Regions from separate parts of the Rattus norvegicus genome. Here region 1 is linked to region 2. The links are chromatin contacts, called in public Hi-C maps. All regions are on one chromosome and are shown on one strand. Each heading gives the region's core, a stretch centred on a gene start, on an enhancer-like site or on the middle of the called end of the contact. The rest is flanking DNA. Distances are from core to core; before and after follow the strand shown.

Region 1 (3,700 bases), core at 625-3,124, 39 kb before region 2:
CAGGACTCTTAAGTTAATGCATATGGAGGCGTCTACAGTGTCCAGCCGTTTCCTGCTACTTCTGCACTGTTTTTTTTCTTTCCTCCCCTGTCCTACTCCCTGTTTTCCTGATTTGGTTTTTCCGTGTTTGAAATGCATCTCTAAAGCACATTAGCTGGGAGTCTGCAGCAGTCTGAGCACTGCCATGGTGGACGCCCTTCGGCATCAAATATCTACTTAAGTTGTTATTGAAGTAAAAAAAAAAAAGCCACAAGTGGTGTGCACATGTCTAAAGCACATAACTTCCTGCGTTTCAATGTATGGGGAGTGAGTCCAGACCCAAAGTGCCTTGAAGACCTGTCCAGGCCAGTAGGAAGTCCAAAGGCAGCCACTTCTGACCTTTACTACTACTACTTTATAGTTTAGAGAGGATGGCTTTTAGAAGAAGGCTGGGGCTGAACAGAGAGTTTATCGGTGAAACCCCTGGTCTTGTAGACAGAGCAGGATTCATTTCCAATACACACTCAGTGGCTCAAGAGCAATACATCCATAACCCTAGTCCAGGGGATCCAATGCCCTCTTCCAACCTCTAGGGGCACCAGGCACACAGTCCTGCACCTCAGAAGACTTACACAGAAAGTAAAAGGAGTGAACCTTAAGAACAAGGCTGGAGTGTCTGAGGATTACGATACTAACTAGTGACAAGAAACCCTCTCCTGAACCTCTCTGAGGTTACGGGGCTTCTAGCAAGGAGATGGACGTGCACAAGCTTTAAAAGTCACACAAGTCTGCCCAACAAATGCCTTCATCTACATCCAAGGACCCCAGGCACAGAGGAGGAATGCCAATGTCCCACTGGAAACTTTCCTCACAGTGTCCCCAGATTGTGTGTCAGAGATGCTTCTGGTTTGTCCTGGGGCCATTAGACAGGCTTCCTGGATTTCTGCGCAGATTATCTATCCAACTGAAGAACACTCAAGGTATGCAGAAGAAGGCATTTGTTCCCACAAGAGAATGGGTATTCAGGGGGAAATAGCCGCACTTACCCAGTCCTGCACACCTCCAAAGGACTTTAAAGGCCATTTGTGGCCAGATGTAAATGAGTGGCTAGAGATAATGGACAGACACACACACTCTCTGGTTCCTGACCTCAGCAGGCTTGCAGATAAGCCTCCCGGGAGTCAGCACACCAGCTCCTGGCCAAGCTCTGTCACCAGGAACTGTGTGACCTTGGATAAGTCACTTCTCCCTCCAGAACTGGTTTTCTTCCTGGGGGATGGTCCAGTGTCCTCAATCCTTGTCTGATTGTGCAGGTCCCCAGATCTCTCCTAATCGCCAGCACCCCTTCTAGGAGCACCCCTCACACCAGGGAGACCCACCCTTTTGTTCTCAGGGGTGACTTGAGGAAGGGAAGCAGAGCCCCCTTGGGGCATCAGGCCTAAGAGGCCTCCGTGCCAGAAGCTGCTTACTAAAGAGTGCTGTCCTGGGAGGTCACCAGACAGCCCTGAAGTGACCTCGTGTGGCCATGGTCCCTTTCGGGCCGGTGGCGGGCGGGGAGCGAGTGGCTGCCGCTAGGGCTGCTCGGAGCACCGCCAAGATCTAGTCGTGGCTGGGGACTGCAGTCTGGAGGGGGTCCTGAAGACTCGCGCCCAGCGTCCCTAACACCGCCAAAGGCTACTACACCTCAGGACTGTCCCCACTACCCCCACGACAACCCGAGCCCGCCACTCCACTCAGGGCCCGGACGCGAGCGGTGCAGCTACCTGCAGCTGGCCGTAACCGGGCCGACTGGACTTTTACTGGAGTCGCGGTCCCCGCTGTCCCTGTCCTCTTGCCGCCTCGAGGATCCCAGTTGATCTGCCGGCAGTGCCTGGCGTTGCTTCTGCGCGCCTGGCTGAGCTGGGCTCTGCGCTCCAAGCTCTCCCGGCTGGGCTTAGGCGCTGCCGGGACGCGGAGGCGGAGCCGCCGCCCCCACCTGCTCCTGGCGGCCGTCCTGGAGCCTCGCCGCCCGGCTCCCCGGGACGCGACCCAGAGGGCGGGGTGGCTCTGGCACCCAGGAGGCGGTCCTGGCTGCGCAGCGCAGCTCCCAGGTACAGAGTCCCGAGTGTGAGCCAAGGGGACAATGGAGCCAAGGGCTGGAGTTCCCCTGCACGCCACCTCATCTATATATTACAAACATTTCGGAGCCCTCGCTAAGCCTGCTACAGCGCTATAAGCAAAGGGACAAAGGGAGAACGGGACAGCCTGTTGTCCCCATGAGCATGAGCAGGTACATATAATACAGAGCCAAGAAGACATCCAGTACATCCCTGTACACCCAATTTAGACCTGGGCTTGAAAGGCGGCGGTGGGTGTGTGGGTGGAGAGAGCTGGGGGCGGGGGTAGGATGGGCAGAAAAGCTTGCGCCCAGAGAAAGGTGAGCTCAAAATATCCTGGTATCCTGGTAACACAGGGAGGTGCGCAGGTAGGGCTTCGGGTGGGGCTAAAGGGGAAAGAAGGCGGTTTGAAATCTAGAGTAAGCCTTCCCAGTGAAGTTGGGTGGCAAGCAAGTCCCTGTGTCACTTCACTGTCCCACTGTCCAGAGCTTGGAGGATGCAGATTGGTGTCGGAAGCTACTGTAGACACTGTGCTGCTCCAGGTGCTGCTTCAGGCTGGCATTTCCTGTTTCTCACATCTTAGGCATTCCTGCCAGATAAGGATGTCCTGCTGGACTCTTGACTGGTCCTTCAGTGCTTGAGGTTCTTTTGTGAGCTTGTTGCTCTGCGAGGTCCTACAGTGCACTAGCTAAGGCGTCAGGCTCTCTACTGTCAAAGCCCTGGCTCCAGTACTGGGAGCACCCTTGAGGGAGTCAGTGCCAGCAGCTGGCTACCACACAGGATTGCAGCCTATCTCTCCATTCACATGGTCCAAGTTTATATCCCCAGTAGACCTTGGCGACTTTGCTAATTACTTATGTTTATAGCCTGACAAGCTTATGGCTATAGCAAGGATTACACTCAGGAGGGCCACAGAGATGGCTCGGAGGTTAAGAGCACTCAATGACTGCGCTTCCCGAGGTCCTGAGTTCAATTCCCAGCAACCACTTGGCAGCTCACAACCATCTGTAATGGGATCAGATGCCCTCTTCTAGTGTGTCTGAGGATAGTGACAGTATACACACATAAAATAAATAAACAAACCTTAAAAAATACACTCAGTTATGTCTTTCACTTTTGTACTGACAAATATTCAACTTTCTCTTGATTTAGGCGAAGAAGGGGTTATGTGTAGAATGATAATACATGATCCCAGACATGAGACATGAAGAGTATACTTCAACTAAAAGTCACTAGCCATTCTGTACGAGCAATTGCCAAAGACAGTCTTCGGTTGTTAATCCTCACTCTCGTTACTCCATAGTCCCACCAGGTCTTCTATGGAGCCCCAAAGCACAAACTAGTTGAACAGACATAGTCATTTATCTTGCAGCTGGACTATATCTGAAGGATATACTAGTTCAGCTTTTTAAATGCTTGATTCAAAGCAGTGGTGTTGGTAGAGTGGGGCTATTTGGGGCTGAAAGCATCATGAAGTTTTTGTGTTCAAGAGCTCAGTGTCTCGTGGCACATGTGGTACTCCCTGTGTCTTTTCCTCTGGACATTGCCAAAGGATTAAGTCCCTGGGAGCCATGTTCCAAATAGCTAAGCTGCTCTCCCCATTCTCTCTATGGACAGAATTCAGA
Region 2 (3,968 bases), core at 944-3,443:
GCATCACATAGGTTGTCGAATGCTGAATACCTGTGTATTTTAGTAAATTCTATGTCACTTGGCACCTACCTATATTGCAACAGTCACTCCATATCTGGGAAGCCGTCCTCACAGTCACACTGTAAAAAGTGGAAGCCTAAGGAGGTCCATCCCAGGCTCTTCTCTAGCTATGAATGTGCAGTGTGCCCAGAAGCATAGCCTTTCTTCATGGATGGAGGGAATCAGGGAGTGGGATGGGGACTCGATGCTTTTCCTTGCTGATCATGTCAACTTAGCCAAAGCAAGCCTGCCCCCTGGCTCACAGGATCTGTTCTTTGGTATTTGTGGAAGGACTGGTCCCAGGAATTCTTTTGGTATTCAGATCTGTGGATGCTCCAGTCCTTTATGTAAAACGTGTAGTGTTATGTATAAACTAGAACCTTCCCTTTTATATCTTAAATCACCTCTAGTTATGCTAAATACAATGGGGAGGTTATGAAAACAGTTGTTTAGAGACTTACTCTGTATAGGAAAAGTTTGTACATGTTTTCTACCATTGCATACTAACACCCTACACACCATTTTGAGCCCGTGTTTAATTGAATCTGAACGTGGAGCACAGAGGGCCGTTTCTGCCTTCATTCACTTGCTGTGCCCTTCTCATGACTTTACCAAAGACCTCATTTTCTTTTACCCACCTTCTGATATTCCCTGCTGAAACCCAGAATCCAGCTGAGCTGTATACATACGCTTTTCTCTCCTCAGGAGACACCGAGGAAACACACAAAGACATGTCAGTAAGTGTGGTCAGGAGTCCCTCTGGCTGCCTCACAACTCATGAAGGCTTCCAAGGATGTCCTGTCTCCTTAGGAAGCATTCCCACTGATGTTTGTGTATGTGGAGTTGCAATGTCAAAGGGCGTTTTAAAGACCAAGAGTCCGGGTAGGAGTGTGATCCTCTCATCAAACCCAATACACAAACCCAATACACATACCCAAGGGACAAACCCTATTGTCCCCATTCCTGTACCTCTAGTTTTTCTAACATAGGAGGGACACTGTTCACACAGCTGGGAATTTCAGGGAGACAAAGAGGCTCATGTCGAGATGCATCATCCCTGTTATCTTCAGTGATTCGGGAATCATATCTAGAAACTTTTACTTTTTACTTATACCACGAATTCGACGTTGTCTACAGCTTCAGAGACAGTTTAGCCAGGGGTCAACAGAGGCCTTGTTAGAGGGCATCACACCAGTACTAGAGACAGTGGAGATGCCCTGTTTCTGCATTTTCACACATATGTACACGTACGTCTCAGACAAGTTTTGGGAACATCTAACGGGAAGAAAGCCCCGCTTCTCTAAATCCCTTACACGGAGGAGTTTCTCAGTACACTTTCAGGGATCTGTTGATTGGCTTTTCCCTGGTTGCTCTTTGGTGTATACTTTTCTTTCCCCTTAAAGCTAAATAAGGCGAATCTGCAACCCAACTACAAAAGGGGATTTTCAAAGGCAGAATTCAGAGGTTGATAGACCTCCAGCTCAGGTCCCAACCTTCAGGTATACTTTTACTCTAGCCAAACAACAACAACAACAACATTTACTAGCAAAATCTGGGATTTCCTATTTACTTCCTGTGTATATTTTAGTTTTAACATTGAACTATTATAAATTCTACAGCAACGCTATATTCATGTGGTTTGTAAAAATGTTGGCACAGTGGCTTTCCCAAACGACGCAGTGCCACAATTTGGAACACTCCTGCTGCAGCGCCTGGAATCCCTGTGCTTTACCTAGTGCGAAAGCTTTGCCAGTAAAGCCGGATTCGTGGGTCGTGACACATGGCTGCTGCGTGGGACTGTGTTCTGTTTAGGCAGCTCATTTAAACTTCTTCAGCTTTGGGAAATGTAGCTTAACTTTCATCCTTCAGTCAGAAGTCGATCTCTGGGAGGTTCTGCGTCAGTGCTGTCTGTTCCTGAGCTGTCAGAGAGAAGACATGCTATGGTCTAAAAATAAATATAATGTTTCCTTATTCAAAAATGGCAAGACTGATTTTACACAACTGTTCCACCAAGTTGATCACATGTCACTGGGTTTGGAAAGTTTTTCACGCATAATAAAATCATGGAAACTTTTGGGTACAAAAACAAGAGCTAGAATGGAAAATGTTTCCTCTTCTCCCTTCTGTGAAGAGAGATAACATGAGCTCCGTGCTCTGGCCAGGATGGGGGAGAATGTTCACAGTGCTTCTGGGTTCGCCTGGGATCCAAACCAGACAAAAGACAATTAGTTTGCAAAGCTTTCCTTGGCACATCTCCAGGTATGTCGAGAAGGACTCCTGCCCATTAGCAGCCAGACTCCCACTATTATTATTTAAACCAGTGTTTTCTAAAGAGCATTCCAGAAAATTGCCAGCTTTTAGGTTATTATTTGAGCAGAAGGATGCAGAGGTCATGGAAAAGTTCAACAATCAAAGACTTAAGAATGCACCGAGTTGTTGATGTCAGGCCCTCTCAGTGGGCTGCTGGTCAGCCTCTCTGAGAGTGAGTGATTACAGAATGCAGTTTGGAGCTCTGGCTTCTCGTGACACTGTAAGCAGGCATTCTGAATGTCTCCTCTTTATAAAACACCGAGAAATCTTCGCTGAATCCATCATTTAATATGCACAGTTTGCAAAAATTATGGAAATCATTTTGGGGAACGGAGACAAGAAATAGTACAATCCGTTACTGATGACATTGTACTGAACTAAAAGCATTTCCAATCGCAGAGACCCAGCACTTTGAGTGTTAGCAGACATTTGAAGGACATATTTGAGGCTGTGACCTGTATTAAACCTGGATCCTCCAATGGCTGCTCTGCCAGGTAAAAGAGGTGACTAGAAAAAATTCATTCACAGAAAAAGGAGATGAAAGAAAATGTTTTTTATTTCCATTTATATATTACAGATGCATGGAGAAGTCCACCACACGCATAATCACAGACCACCTTTATCATCTAACAAACTATACGGCAAGGGATTAAATGTCACACTTTCAGACTATGCAGCTGTAGGGTATCTGAAGCAAACACCAACAGTTCCTTCTGGACAAATAAACTCCTCACAAAATCTTTCCAGTGCTTGCATACACAACCAATTCAACAATTGGCTATCACAGCTTGGCTGGGTCCTACTTGGATTCTGTAGGCTGCATTTGCCTTCCGTGTTGTTTTCTCAACTGCTGAGATGAACATTGACTGCTTGCTTGTTCAAATGACAACGATAATAACAACTAGCTATTGAGTAGGGGGGTCAAACCCCCAATTACAAAACACTTAAGAAAACAAACTATCGCAAGTGTGCAGACATGACTAACATCAACATTTTAAAGATATATATATATATCTTTTTTTTTTTTGGTTCTTTTTTTCGGAGCTGGGGACCGAACCCAGGGCCTTGCGCTTCCTAGGCAAGCGCTCTACCATTGAGCTAAATCCCCAACCCCTAAGATATATATATATCTTATATATATACACACATATATGATGAGTATGCTCTAGCTATCTTCAGACACACCAGAAGAGGGCACTGGATTCCATTACAGATAGTTGTGAGCCACCATGTGGTTGCTAAGAATTGAACTCAGGACCTCTGGAAGAGCAGTCAGTGCTCTTAACTGCTGAGCAGTCTCTCTGGCCCTAACATCAATATTTTTATCCTAGCAATTTTAGACATTTAAATTACTGAATATAAAATAAATATAATTATAAGATTTATATTTTATGTAAAATATAAATGTGTGTGTTGTGATAATTTTATACAGATGGTAATAGAACCAATCAGATATTAATACTCTGTAAACCCGGATGGAAGTGATCGGAGTTAAAGGTAATACGACTTCTCATCTATCTGAGAACATATCTCTAATTTGCAAGCATTCTGTGGGGTTATTTGCCAGGAAATGTACTTTGAATTTGACTTGGAAGATATGATTTCAATGTAAGCAAGCC

Evidence for each region. A called contact is a pair of places that touch in the nucleus more often than the background predicts.
Region 1: a Hi-C map of frontal cortex shows a contact between it and region 2, with 2.0 times the contacts expected there. The contact joins the promoter of Wipf3 here to the enhancer-like site in region 2. A contact is called at or near these places in 3 of 12 Hi-C or Micro-C datasets (frontal cortex, kidney and prefrontal cortex).

The regions. Positions count from the first base shown.
Region 1 is chr4:84,878,969-84,882,668 of GRCr8, reverse strand. It overlaps Wipf3 (WAS/WASL interacting protein family, member 3), which reads right to left and starts at 1,874. Exons shown (of 9, transcript NM_001398730.1): 1 at 1,743-1,874.
Region 2 is chr4:84,839,801-84,843,768 of GRCr8, reverse strand. No RefSeq gene overlaps it. Among named protein-coding and RNA genes, the nearest start is that of Wipf3, 39 kb to the left of the region's middle. Within about 2 kb of position 2,193, at least 14 of the 93 cell types and tissues checked have an H3K27ac peak or open chromatin away from gene starts, as enhancers often do.